Linked DNA regions of Pan troglodytes: all the other regions are linked to region 1. Evidence: chromatin contacts called from public HiChIP or PLAC-seq data. All regions are on one chromosome and are shown on one strand. The core of a region is the stretch at or near the end of the contact, and the rest is flanking DNA. Distances in the headings are between cores, read along the strand shown. Region 1 holds the start of DDX56 (DEAD-box helicase 56). Region 2 holds the start of PGAM2 (phosphoglycerate mutase 2). Region 3 holds the start of H2AZ2 (H2A.Z variant histone 2).

Evidence for each region. HiChIP or PLAC-seq counts read pairs in DNA pulled down with a chosen protein or histone mark.
Region 2: an H3K4me3 HiChIP or PLAC-seq map of stem cell-derived excitatory neurons shows a contact between it and region 1, with 5 times the contacts expected there. The contact joins the promoter of PGAM2 here to the promoter of DDX56 in region 1. A contact is called at or near these places in 1 of 7 Hi-C or Micro-C datasets (stem cell-derived neural progenitor cells) and 1 of 1 datasets of contacts at active chromatin or transcription factors (stem cell-derived excitatory neurons).
Region 3: a contact with region 1 is called in an H3K4me3 HiChIP or PLAC-seq map of stem cell-derived excitatory neurons, with 2.0 times the contacts expected there. The contact joins the promoter of H2AZ2 here to the promoter of DDX56 in region 1. A contact is called at or near these places in 1 of 7 Hi-C or Micro-C datasets (stem cell-derived neural progenitor cells) and 1 of 1 datasets of contacts at active chromatin or transcription factors (stem cell-derived excitatory neurons).

Annotation. Positions count from the first base shown.
Region 1 is chr6:50,438,203-50,441,656 of NHGRI_mPanTro3-v2.0_pri, reverse strand. It overlaps DDX56 (DEAD-box helicase 56), which reads left to right and starts at 1,899. Exons shown (of 14, transcript XR_010158444.1): 1 at 1,899-2,030; 2 at 2,122-2,283; 3 at 2,816-2,976; 4 at 3,122-3,292; 5 at 3,429-3,454. It overlaps TMED4 (transmembrane p24 trafficking protein 4), which reads left to right. Exons shown (of 5, transcript XM_063814206.1): 5 at 1,678-1,851. The coding sequence ends at 1,851.
Region 2 is chr6:49,928,924-49,932,377 of NHGRI_mPanTro3-v2.0_pri, reverse strand. PGAM2 (phosphoglycerate mutase 2) reads left to right here and starts at 1,778. Exons shown (of 3, transcript XM_001143059.7): 1 at 1,778-2,655; 2 at 2,759-2,939. The coding sequence starts at 2,242. LOC107975781 (a long non-coding RNA gene) reads right to left here and starts at 2,084. Exons shown (of 5, transcript XR_010158443.1): 1 at 1,996-2,084; 2 at 1,686-1,781; 3 at 396-470.
Region 3 is chr6:50,712,470-50,715,923 of NHGRI_mPanTro3-v2.0_pri, reverse strand. H2AZ2 (H2A.Z variant histone 2) reads left to right here and starts at 1,605. Exons shown (of 5, transcript XM_016945308.4): 1 at 1,605-1,746. The coding sequence starts at 1,744.

The DNA.
Region 1 (3,454 bases), core at 650-3,149:
CCATCCTGTCTAACAACAGTGAAACCCTGTCTCTACTAGAAATACAAAAAATTAGCCGGGCGTGGTGGCAGGTGCCTGTAGTCCCAGCTACTCGGGAGGCTGAGGCAAGAGAATGGCGTGAACTCGGGAGGTGGAGCTTGCAGTGAGCTGAGATCATGCCACTGCACTCCAGCCTGGGCGACAGTGTGAGACTCCTTCTAAAAAACAAAAACAAAACCAAAACAGTAGTTAGGGTACACACACACAAATTCTAGTGATTTTCCCCCCAATACTACCCTTGACTTTTGGAATTCTTGCTTTCTCAGAGTTTACAACATCCTTACCAAACAGCCTTCTCCCTCCTTACCACAAAAAAAGAAAAAAAAGTTCTGGGGTTGAGGGCACACTCCATTCTTAACATCCTCTATTATCCCAGCCCAATTCCCCAGCTCTCACTGGGACTAGTTGTACCTATCTTCATCATTTGGTCCCAGCATGACTACCTGTTGGTGCATGAGCTGATCTCTCCTAACCTAACAGCCAGATGCTAGTCTCTGGTACTCAGATGCTGGGCTGCATCAGATAGGATGCACAGGATCATCCTGGAAGCTTGTTGACATAGATTCCTGTGCAACACTCAGATATAGTCTTAATGTAGATTTGTGTTGGGTGGTATGGTAGGCAGAATAATGGCCTACCACTCTGAAACATATGAATATGTTACCTAACATGACAGAAGAGAATTAAATTGCTAATCAGATGACTGTAAAATAAATTATCCTGGATCATCTGGATAGGCCTAATGTAATCACAAAGGTTGTTTCCTTGCCTTTTCCAGCTTGGCTCTGGCTCCCTTCCTCCAGCAAGGGTGGGTTGAGCTCTCACATGGCACCACTTTGACCTCTTCTGCTTCCCTCTTCTACACTGAAAGACTTACGGGCCAGGAGCAGTGGCTCGCACCTGCAATCCCAGCACTTTGGGAGGCCGAGGAAGGCAGATCGCTTGGCCCCAGGAGTTCAAAACCGTCCTGGGCAACGTGGCGAAACCCCATCTAGAAAGAAAAGAAGAGAAGGGGAGGGGGGAGGGGAGAAGGAGATACAGATATACACATACACACACACACACGTACGTACATACATACATACACGCTAACTGGACGTGGTGGTGCATGCCTGTAGTCTTAGCTTTCCAGGAGACTGAGGTGGGAGGACCACTTGAGCCTGAGATCGCGCCAGCCTGGGTGACAGTCAAGACCATGTCTCAAAAAAAAAAAAAAAAAAAAAAAAGATTTGTGATTAGGATTCTTAGTCCTCACCTGTATTATTTTCCTATTGCTACTGTAACAAATTACCACAAATTTACTGGCTTAAAACGACGCAAGTCTGTAGGTCAGAAGTCTGACACGGGTCTTAACTGGTGACCCGAGTCAGATTTGGGACACAAAGAACAGCAACCAAGCTGTGCAGGTGACTGACAGGCAGTCCGGTTAGGGAGCCCTACAGCAACCCGCCGGTCCTCTCTCTCAGGCAGTTGCTGCCATGGCTCATTATTCCAACCGGTTCTCCTCAGCCCAGTCTATCTCAGTGGCTCCATTCATAGGGTGATGTGCCCGGCGGGACACTAACCCTAACCAAGCAGAGAGACGGTCATGCCCGTCACGACCTCGGCCCTCGGCCCCGGCCGAGGCTTCTCCTGCAGGTCGCGAGAATCAGGTGTGTCAGCGGCGTCCGGGAACGCCGGAAGAGCCAGTGGAGCGGCTCTGTAGTCCAAAGTACCCCGTCGACCCCAGTACGGCCGCTCCACCGCCTCCTACTAGACCCAGTCCCAGGGACTGCGCAGTCGCAGAGCTCCGTCCGAGTACCGGAAGCCTAGGTGCCAGCACTTCCGGGAAGTGACTTCGTCTCCGAAGCCGATTGGTTGTTGCTTTGCTCCCCCTCGCGTCGGTGGCGTTTTTCCTGCAGTGCGTGCGTGCTGCGCTACTGAGCAGCGCCATGGAGGACTCTGAAGCACTGGGCTTCGAACACATGGGCCTCGATCCCCGGCTCCTTCAGGTACACGCGAGGGCTGGGAAGCCGGCTTACGGGCTCTGCGGGGCGCGCCATCACTCTTCACGCCGCTTAAACCGCACTCCTGGTCTCCTAGGCTGTCACCGATCTGGGCTGGTCGCGACCTACGCTGATCCAGGAGAAGGCCATCCCACTGGCCCTAGAAGGGAAGGACCTCCTGGCTCGGGCCCGCACGGGCTCCGGGAAGACGGCCGCTTATGCTATTCCGATGCTGCAGCTGTTGCTCCATAGGAAGGCGGTGGGTAACGAGAGAGCTGAGGGGAGGAAGGAGGCAAGCTCCAAAAGCCTGGGAAGGGCGGTTCCCGTTTGTCTGAGGTTTTCTCTTGGCCCTGTACCCGTGCAGGCCGGCCTGAGAACCTGGTGCTGTTGTGGCAAACACTCTGGGCTGGAGTTCAGGTTACCTGGATCCTTGTCCGGCCCTGCTACCACCAACCTTTGCGTAATCTTCGACACAGCACTTTCTTTTCTTTCTTACATAAAAAGGGAGCACATCTATCTTTTCTACTTACAGAATTATTGTGAGAATTTAGCTTCATAACTAGTATATTTAAAGTAGCTTCATAAACATCAGAGTACGTTATTCTTTTTGAGGGTCAGTGCCTGGGGAAAGAACTCTCCACTCTGCATTCTGAGGCGGGCAGAGTGATAGATGATCAAAGTACTGCTGAGTAGTGTTGCAGCAGATGGGTCAGGTAGGCTGGAAGGGGTAGAGACACGTGGACACAGTGATGTGCACTGCTGGCTAAAGTCTTTAATTCATATTCTTACAGACAGGTCCGGTGGTAGAACAGGCAGTGAGAGGCCTTGTTCTTGTTCCTACCAAGGAGCTGGCACGGCAAGCACAGTCCATGATTCAGCAGCTGGCTACCTACTGTGCTCGGGATGTCCGAGTGGCCAATGTCTCAGCTGCTGAAGACTCAGTCTCTCAGAGGTGGGTAAAAGCAGCAAAGCTGTACCTGAATGAAGCTACACAGTGTTGTGGGGTTGGGTTTGTGTGTGGCAAAAAAGAGAGCAAATCCAGGGTGAGATCCCAGCTGCTACATTCTGCCTGATACTGATGTCTTGTCCACCTGCAGAGCTGTGCTGATGGAGAAGCCAGATGTGGTAGTGGGGACCCCATCTCGCATATTAAGCCACTTGCAGCAAGACAGCCTGAAACTTCGTGACTCCCTGGAGCTTTTGGTGGTGGACGAAGCTGATCTTCTTTTTTCCTTTGGCTTTGAAGAAGAGCTCAAGAGTCTCCTCTGGTAAGGCAGAGGTGGGTGTGATTCCTAGTGGAAACATCTGTGAGTAGGAGTTGGGACGAGAGCGGGGTGGCTGGAAGCCAGTTACTACAATTAGCGGCCCTTGGAGCTGGAATCTGATTGGATTCTTTCATTTCAGTCACTTGCCCCGGATTTACCAGGCTT
Region 2 (3,454 bases), core at 529-3,028, 510 kb after region 1:
AGATGCTCCCTCCACCTTCCTGGGACCACCTTGTTGACTCAGCAGCCTTCCTCGCCGCCCACCATGCCACGCCTTCCTGGATGGAGGCCCTGAGGGTGGCTTTTGGTTTTCCTACCCCTGTACCCCTCCAAGAAAGCTCTGGCACACTGCAGAGGCCAGCAACTACTTGTCAAATGAATCAAAGGAAAGTCCAGCCGGAGCCAAGGGTCAGAAGCAGGGGCTTGCTTCCCCGAAGTCCAGCCCTTCTCTGGGCTCCCCTTTCCTTTTTGACACCTCCTGCTTGGTTGGCAGTGAGGTCTCCCAGGTCTGGGGGATCCTTGCCACTGCTTCTGCACCCGGCCCTGGCTAAGCGGCCTTGTTCTCATCAAAGCTGCCGAGACCTGCAGGGTACTCACCTTCTACTTCCACTCCTACACAGCTGCAAGTGACTTGAAAATATGACCATGCTTCAAAGTCTCCAGTGATTCCCACTGTGTTGGGACACAAAGCCCACCTCTCTGCCATGTGCCCCTGATGGTCGCTGCCCCAGCTTGTTTGCTTTCTGTAGGGCTTGGGTCTTTGCCAACCCCTCTACCTGAATTGCTCTCCCTGTAGGACTCATCATAGCTGAGGCCTTTGCACTCCGCTCTTTCCACTCACATGTCACCTCAGGGCTGTCCCTGGCCTCTCCTTTCCCATCTCTCCCAGTACATTATGGTCCTTCCTTCCTAGCATCTGGTGCTATCTACGGTAGGCATGTTTAGCTGCTGGTACGATCCCTCCTCCACTGAAATATGGGCTTCATGTCTGGCCCCTGTGGGACTGCCAGAGCCTGGTCCTCAGTCATGTTTAGTTGGGCTAGTGAATCAACTCTTTTGGTCAAAGGGACAAACGCAGATGAGGAGATGTGGCTTCAATCAGGATCAGTGTGGAACAGTGAGACCTGCGCATGGCACTGCTAGGAGGGATGGGTTCCACCTGCCAGCCTTGGGGGTCCTGGCAGCCGACAGGACTTTGCCCACTGGGACTTGTCTGCCAACCTTTGGGTACAGAGCCTTAGCTTCACAGGCCCCAAGCCAGGAGCCCCTCCCCAGGTAGGCCAGCAGGGATGGAGGGAGGCCTGTCAAGGGTTTCTTGCACACTCAGATCCAAGTCTCAGAGTGGTGGTCCCTCTGCTGGCCTCTCACCTACCCGCTCCTGTTATCAGAAGTGTCGCAGGTGACAGTGTGGTCACTGGGGTGGGAGGAAGTGGGAGGCCCTGGATGGGGCCCATGCCCAAGGGTCTGGCCATGGCCCCTTCATTAGGGCCCCAATTGTGACTTTATTGCTCATAGTCTCTTCCCTGCCCTGGTGGCTCTCATCCCCCAAACCTGAATGCAGAAGTCTTGGTCCTGGACTCAACTCCATGCCACCCTTCAGCCTACGTTGTGGGTTCCTGCTAAGCTGAGCATTTACCTAACAATCAAGACTTCTGACAGTCCTCAGTCCTGCCCCCAAACCCCCTTGGATTTCTCTTTTTCAAGGTGGTTTCAGCTAGGAGAGTGAGCGTGGCTTGGGTGAGGGCAGATAGGGTGGGAGCATGGGGCATGTATGGATGAGACCTTGACAAAGGGACCCCGGAGGAAAGACAGGGGCCCTTTCCCCCTTTGTCCTGGAAACCCGGCTCAGCCCCAGCCCTTGCCCATTCTGCTGCTGCTGCCTGGTACCTTCCACAAGGCCAGACTCCTCTCCGCAAAGCTGTGGTCTGCACCAGCTCCTCTGGCTCTCCTCCTCTGCCTGCTGAGGGCCCCCTCCTAGCCTGGCTGCCAATCACAGGAGAAAGGGGTTGGGATTTTGTTTGTGCCTCTGTCTGAGCAGAGAATGGCTGATGAGGCCACTGAGCCTTGCCCTGGAGAGCCCCTCTGTCCCTGCTATCCCCATCTCCCCTGGCCCAGACTTCTGCCCTTCACGCCCATCCCTGACCAGCAGCCCCACTCAGTCTGGGCTCTGGGTGCCAGCTGGTTATAGACATGCCACCTGAACCCAGGCCAGGAGCTGGTGGATGCGTGGGGCTATTTTAAGCACAGCTTCTTGGCCTGCACACTCCCCTGGCCCCCAGCCCCCAGCCCCCAGCAGCTCAGCTACTGGTCAACTGCCACCGCCTGGAATGCTGATTGGCAGTTGGCTGGGGTGGGTGGGGGCTGGGAAGACACTATTAGAAAGCTGGGAGTGTTGGGAAGCAGCTGTCCCCGTCCAGAGTCCTCTGTGTTCCCTGCTGCCACCATGGCCACTCACCGCCTCGTGATGGTCCGGCACGGCGAGAGCACATGGAACCAGGAGAACCGTTTCTGTGGCTGGTTCGATGCAGAGCTGAGTGAAAAGGGGACCGAGGAGGCCAAGCGGGGAGCCAAGGCCATCAAGGATGCCAAGATGGAGTTTGACATCTGCTACACGTCAGTGCTGAAGCGGGCCATCCGCACCCTCTGGGCCATCCTGGACGGCACGGACCAGATGTGGCTGCCCGTGGTGCGCACTTGGCGCCTCAATGAGCGGCATTACGGGGGCCTCACAGGCCTCAACAAGGCAGAAACGGCCGCCAAGCACGGGGAGGAGCAGGTGAAGATCTGGAGGCGCTCCTTCGACATCCCGCCGCCCCCGATGGACGAGAAGCACCCCTACTACAACTCCATTAGCAAGGTGGGCTGCCTTCGCTGGGAAGGCCTCTGGGAAGCTGCAGAGTGGGGAGTCGGGTGGGGGCCCACTGGCTTGGGAGGGAAAGCAGCGTGCCTGTGTCCCCCAGGAGCGTCGGTACGCAGGCCTGAAGCCCGGGGAACTCCCCACCTGCGAGAGCCTCAAGGACACCATTGCCCGGGCCCTGCCCTTCTGGAACGAGGAGATTGTTCCCCAGATCAAGGCCGGCAAGCGAGTGCTCATTGCAGCCCACGGGAACAGCCTGCGGGGCATTGTCAAGCACCTGGAAGGTGAGGCCACCTTCAGGAGCCTGGGCAGGGTGGGTGGGCAGCAGCCCCAGCTGGCTTCTCATCTCAGCAAAGTCTCTCGCCCATGGACCAGGCTGCTTTCTAGGCGTGGGGCTCCACATCATTCACTGAAAAAGGAGGGCTGAGAAGCCATTTTTTAGTTTTGTGAAATTTTCCCCATTTCTGTGTAACTGGGACACACTCCACAGGGGCTGACCGCACTCGAAGCTCGCTGTGTCCCGAGGCGGGGCAGGCTCCAAAGGTGGCATCTGCCCAGGGACACCCAGCTAGGAAACGGAAGGGCTGGGCTTAGAGCATCTGGCTCCAAATCCCAACTTACTGTGGGGCCCTGGACAAGCCACCTCCATCTCTGGGCCTCTCCCTTTTCCGGGGTGGTGGGGAGCTCCGCCTGGTACTGAATCCCTTTTGATGTAGGCTTGGACCCCTCGCAGGGCCCTCCCCCATCAGGTCCTCAGAATCCCTGCATGAGCTTCACCACCTATCTCCCTCTGGAGCCC
Region 3 (3,454 bases), core at 356-2,855, 270 kb before region 1:
GAACTCAGGAGGCGGAGGTTGCAGTGAGCCCAGATCACACCACTGCACTCCATCCAGCCTGGGCAACAGAGTGAGACTTCATCTCAAAAAGTAAATAAATAAATAAATTGTGTTAACACTGTGGAAGAAAAATGATCGCTGGAGAGCCTGTGCACTCACATACATCCTTTAATTTTTACAACAGCTTCCGGGGGAAGGCGATTCCACTTTAGAGCTTTTCTTCCTTTCTAGCTGGGAGTTATCCTCCAAATTTTAACCTAATGATGTAAGCAGAATAAACACACTGAAGAGGTTGAGAAAAGAAAAACGGCTCACAACAGTCTGAGCTCTGTGAGGTCTGCAAAATGTATTAGGCCTAGAGGGACATGAGTATGGGACTTCGGTTATGCCCACCCTCTGCCCCCACATACACACATACCCAATCCCATGCATACCCAATTGTTTAAAGTCATTTCATTCCTGACTATCGGCCTCATCCATTACCTTTTTTTATTATTATTATTTTTAGACAGGGTATAATCTGTCTCCCAAGCTGGAGTGCAGTGGTGCGATCATGACTCACTGCAGCCTCGACCTCCTGGGCTCAAGAGATCCTCCTGTCTCAGTCTTGACAGTAGGTGAGGCTACAGGTTCGCGCCACCAAGCCGGCCCCATTATCTTCGTGTTCTTAGAATTTGTAATACATGCCGGGCGCGGTGGCTCACGCCTGTAATCCCAGTACTTTGGGAGGCAAAGGCGGGCAGATCACCTGAGGTCAGGAGTTCGAGACCAGCCTGACCAACACGGAGAAACCCCGTCTCTATTAAAAATACAAAAGTTAGCTGGGCATTGGGGCGCGCGCCTGTAGTCCCAGGACTCCATCTCTAAAAAAGGAAAAAGAATTTGTCATACAAATAACAATATGTAGCCAATTGATAGCTTTTGTTTTTGTTTGTTTGTTTTGAGACGATGCGTCGCCCAGCTGGAGTGCAGTGGCGCGATCTCGGCTCACTGCAACCTCCGCCTCCGGGGTTCAAGCGATTCTCCCGCCTCAGCCTGCCGCGGACCTTGTCAGGGTCCGCGCTGAGAGGACGTCAGAGTAGTCAGTCCGCCAGAATACGGCTGAGCATGAGGCCTGCCTAACCTTGAAACCCAGCGCCCTCCTGATCCACACGTTCTAAGACGAATAAATCCTCACAGTCTGTGAAAACCCACCAGGAGAAGCACGTCCAACACTCTTTACCTCCCCAAACAAGTCTCATAAGCGGGAAAACCAACGCCGCGAATGGGCGGGAAAGCCACAGCGCCTGCAATCGCTTCACCTTATTAGCTAATTTTGCTGTCCTTCCCAGTGGCCCGCCTCCCTTGCTCGCGGGCGATATTTTTATTGGCTTTCGTCTGCGAGGCGTCCAATCTCATTGGTTTGCCTTTCTGTTCGTCAGGCTTGGGCGCCTGGTGAAAGGCAGAGAGCGCGTCACTATTGGGGCTGGAGGCCCGCCTCCGCGTGCCGTGTGCAAAAACAAACAGCCGTTAGGAAGGCGGTGCCGGGGGGGCGGGGTCTGGCTAGAAGGAGGCGCGCGATTGAACAGCCGCTGGGGTTCGAACCAGCAAGACAAGCGGGCATTGGCCACAGCAGCGCGAGGCGGGCACGGGGTATTGTCCGGCTCCGGCGGCGGCGGTCGGTGCTGCGAGAGCGGCGGCGGCGGCGCGGGTCGGCAGCGGGAGGGCGCGCGGCCGAGCGGAGGCGGAGTCGGCGCCGAGAACATGGTAAGGGCGGCCGGGTGGGCCGGGGGCACGGGGCCTAGGGGAGCAGAGCGCGGAGGCCCTGGCGTCCGCGCCGCTACCTGTGGAGTCGGGAGTTTGCGGGTGTCTGGGCTTCGTCCGGCCGAGCCCCTCGCCGCCCGCCGGGGGGCGCCATGTCCCAGCTGCGGAGCCCGACACGGGTCCCCGGGTGAGAGCTGGGCCTGGCCGGGTAGAGCGCGAAGTCTGTTCCGAGCCGGACAGATCTGTCCCGACGCTTGTGACGCTGCACCGCCCGTCTTAGAAGGAGGAGGACGGCAGAATCCGGCTTGGAAATGTAGAAACAAGTGCTGGATCTTAATGTGATCGCTTCTCTGTATGAATGAGGTCAAACAGGCTGCCGCTGTACAAGTTAGATAAGTCTTTGGCGATGTTTGGTTACGTAATCTCCCTGGCAGTCAGTTTGAGGGTTTCTGCGAAAGGGTGCTTGTATTTGTGGTCTTTTGAGCGACAAAGAATGGTTTTATAGACCAGAACCACACGATTTGTTCTAGGTGATTGCACAGGTTAGAAATGAACGCCCGTTATCTTCTGAGCCCCTTGCAGTTTGCGGTTTTCATTATACAACAGTACTTTCCTTTGCCCTTGCTATGGATTTTCAGTCTTAAAGTATTCATCTTTTTATTCTGAAATTCAGATCTAGATAAGAAGAGTGTGGCTTTAAAAAAATGAAAGTGAATAGAACTTCAGCCCCATCTTAAAGTTGAGGGAAAAGAGAAGGTGCTAAAGGATACGCTCTGAGTTGCATCAAAGATTGTGTAAAAATAATAAGACTGTTATGGAATCTTATTTTTGCCGGTATTCGTGCTTTAAGCATTCTGTTGAAAGGTTACTTCAGCGGGAGCTACCTGCTTAAAAGTTAGCACCAAGCTGTCATTTATCATACTGCAGATAGTATTAGATGATTTGTCTTGTGCTTGATGTGACAGATATGGTATTGAATAGACATAACACCTAACTGTAAACAGATTGGCCAGTCAAGAGGACAATGTTTGGTTATTGTAAAATACCCAAATCTTAGAGCTGGAATAGACTTTAGGGATAATTGCTTCCAACGTCTAACGTATAGTTTATTGTTATTGTAAAAAACCCAAATCTTAGAGCTGGAATAGACTTTAGGGATAATTGCTTCCAATGTCTCACGTATAGTTTATTGTTATTGTAAAGTACTTTATAGTACTTTAACAAACTGGGGTACAGCGTACATCTAATCTGTAAAAGGATTTGCTCAAACAGATGATTTTCATGATTCTAGTTTTTTGTGGTTTTTTTTTTTTTTGGTTTTTTGTTGTTTGTTTTTTGTGGGTTTTTTTTTGAGACGGAGTCTCACTCTGTTGCCAGGCTGGAGTGCGATGGGCGATCTTCGCTCACTGCAACCTCCGCCTCCCGGGTTCAAGCGATGCTCCTGCCTCAGCCTCCCGAATAGCTACAGGCGTGCGCCACCACGCCCTGCTAATTTTTTGTATTTTTAGTAGAGATTGGGTTTCACCATGTTGGCCAGGATGGTCTCGATCTCTTGACCTTGTGATCCGCCCGCCTCGGCCTGACAAAGTGCTGGGATTACAGGCGTGAGCCACCGCGCACAGCCAATTCTAGTTTTTCAGATATTTTTCAGTCTCTAGTGATACGCTATATGTTTTATATCCACTTACCAGTAGCTAAAAATACATAAGTA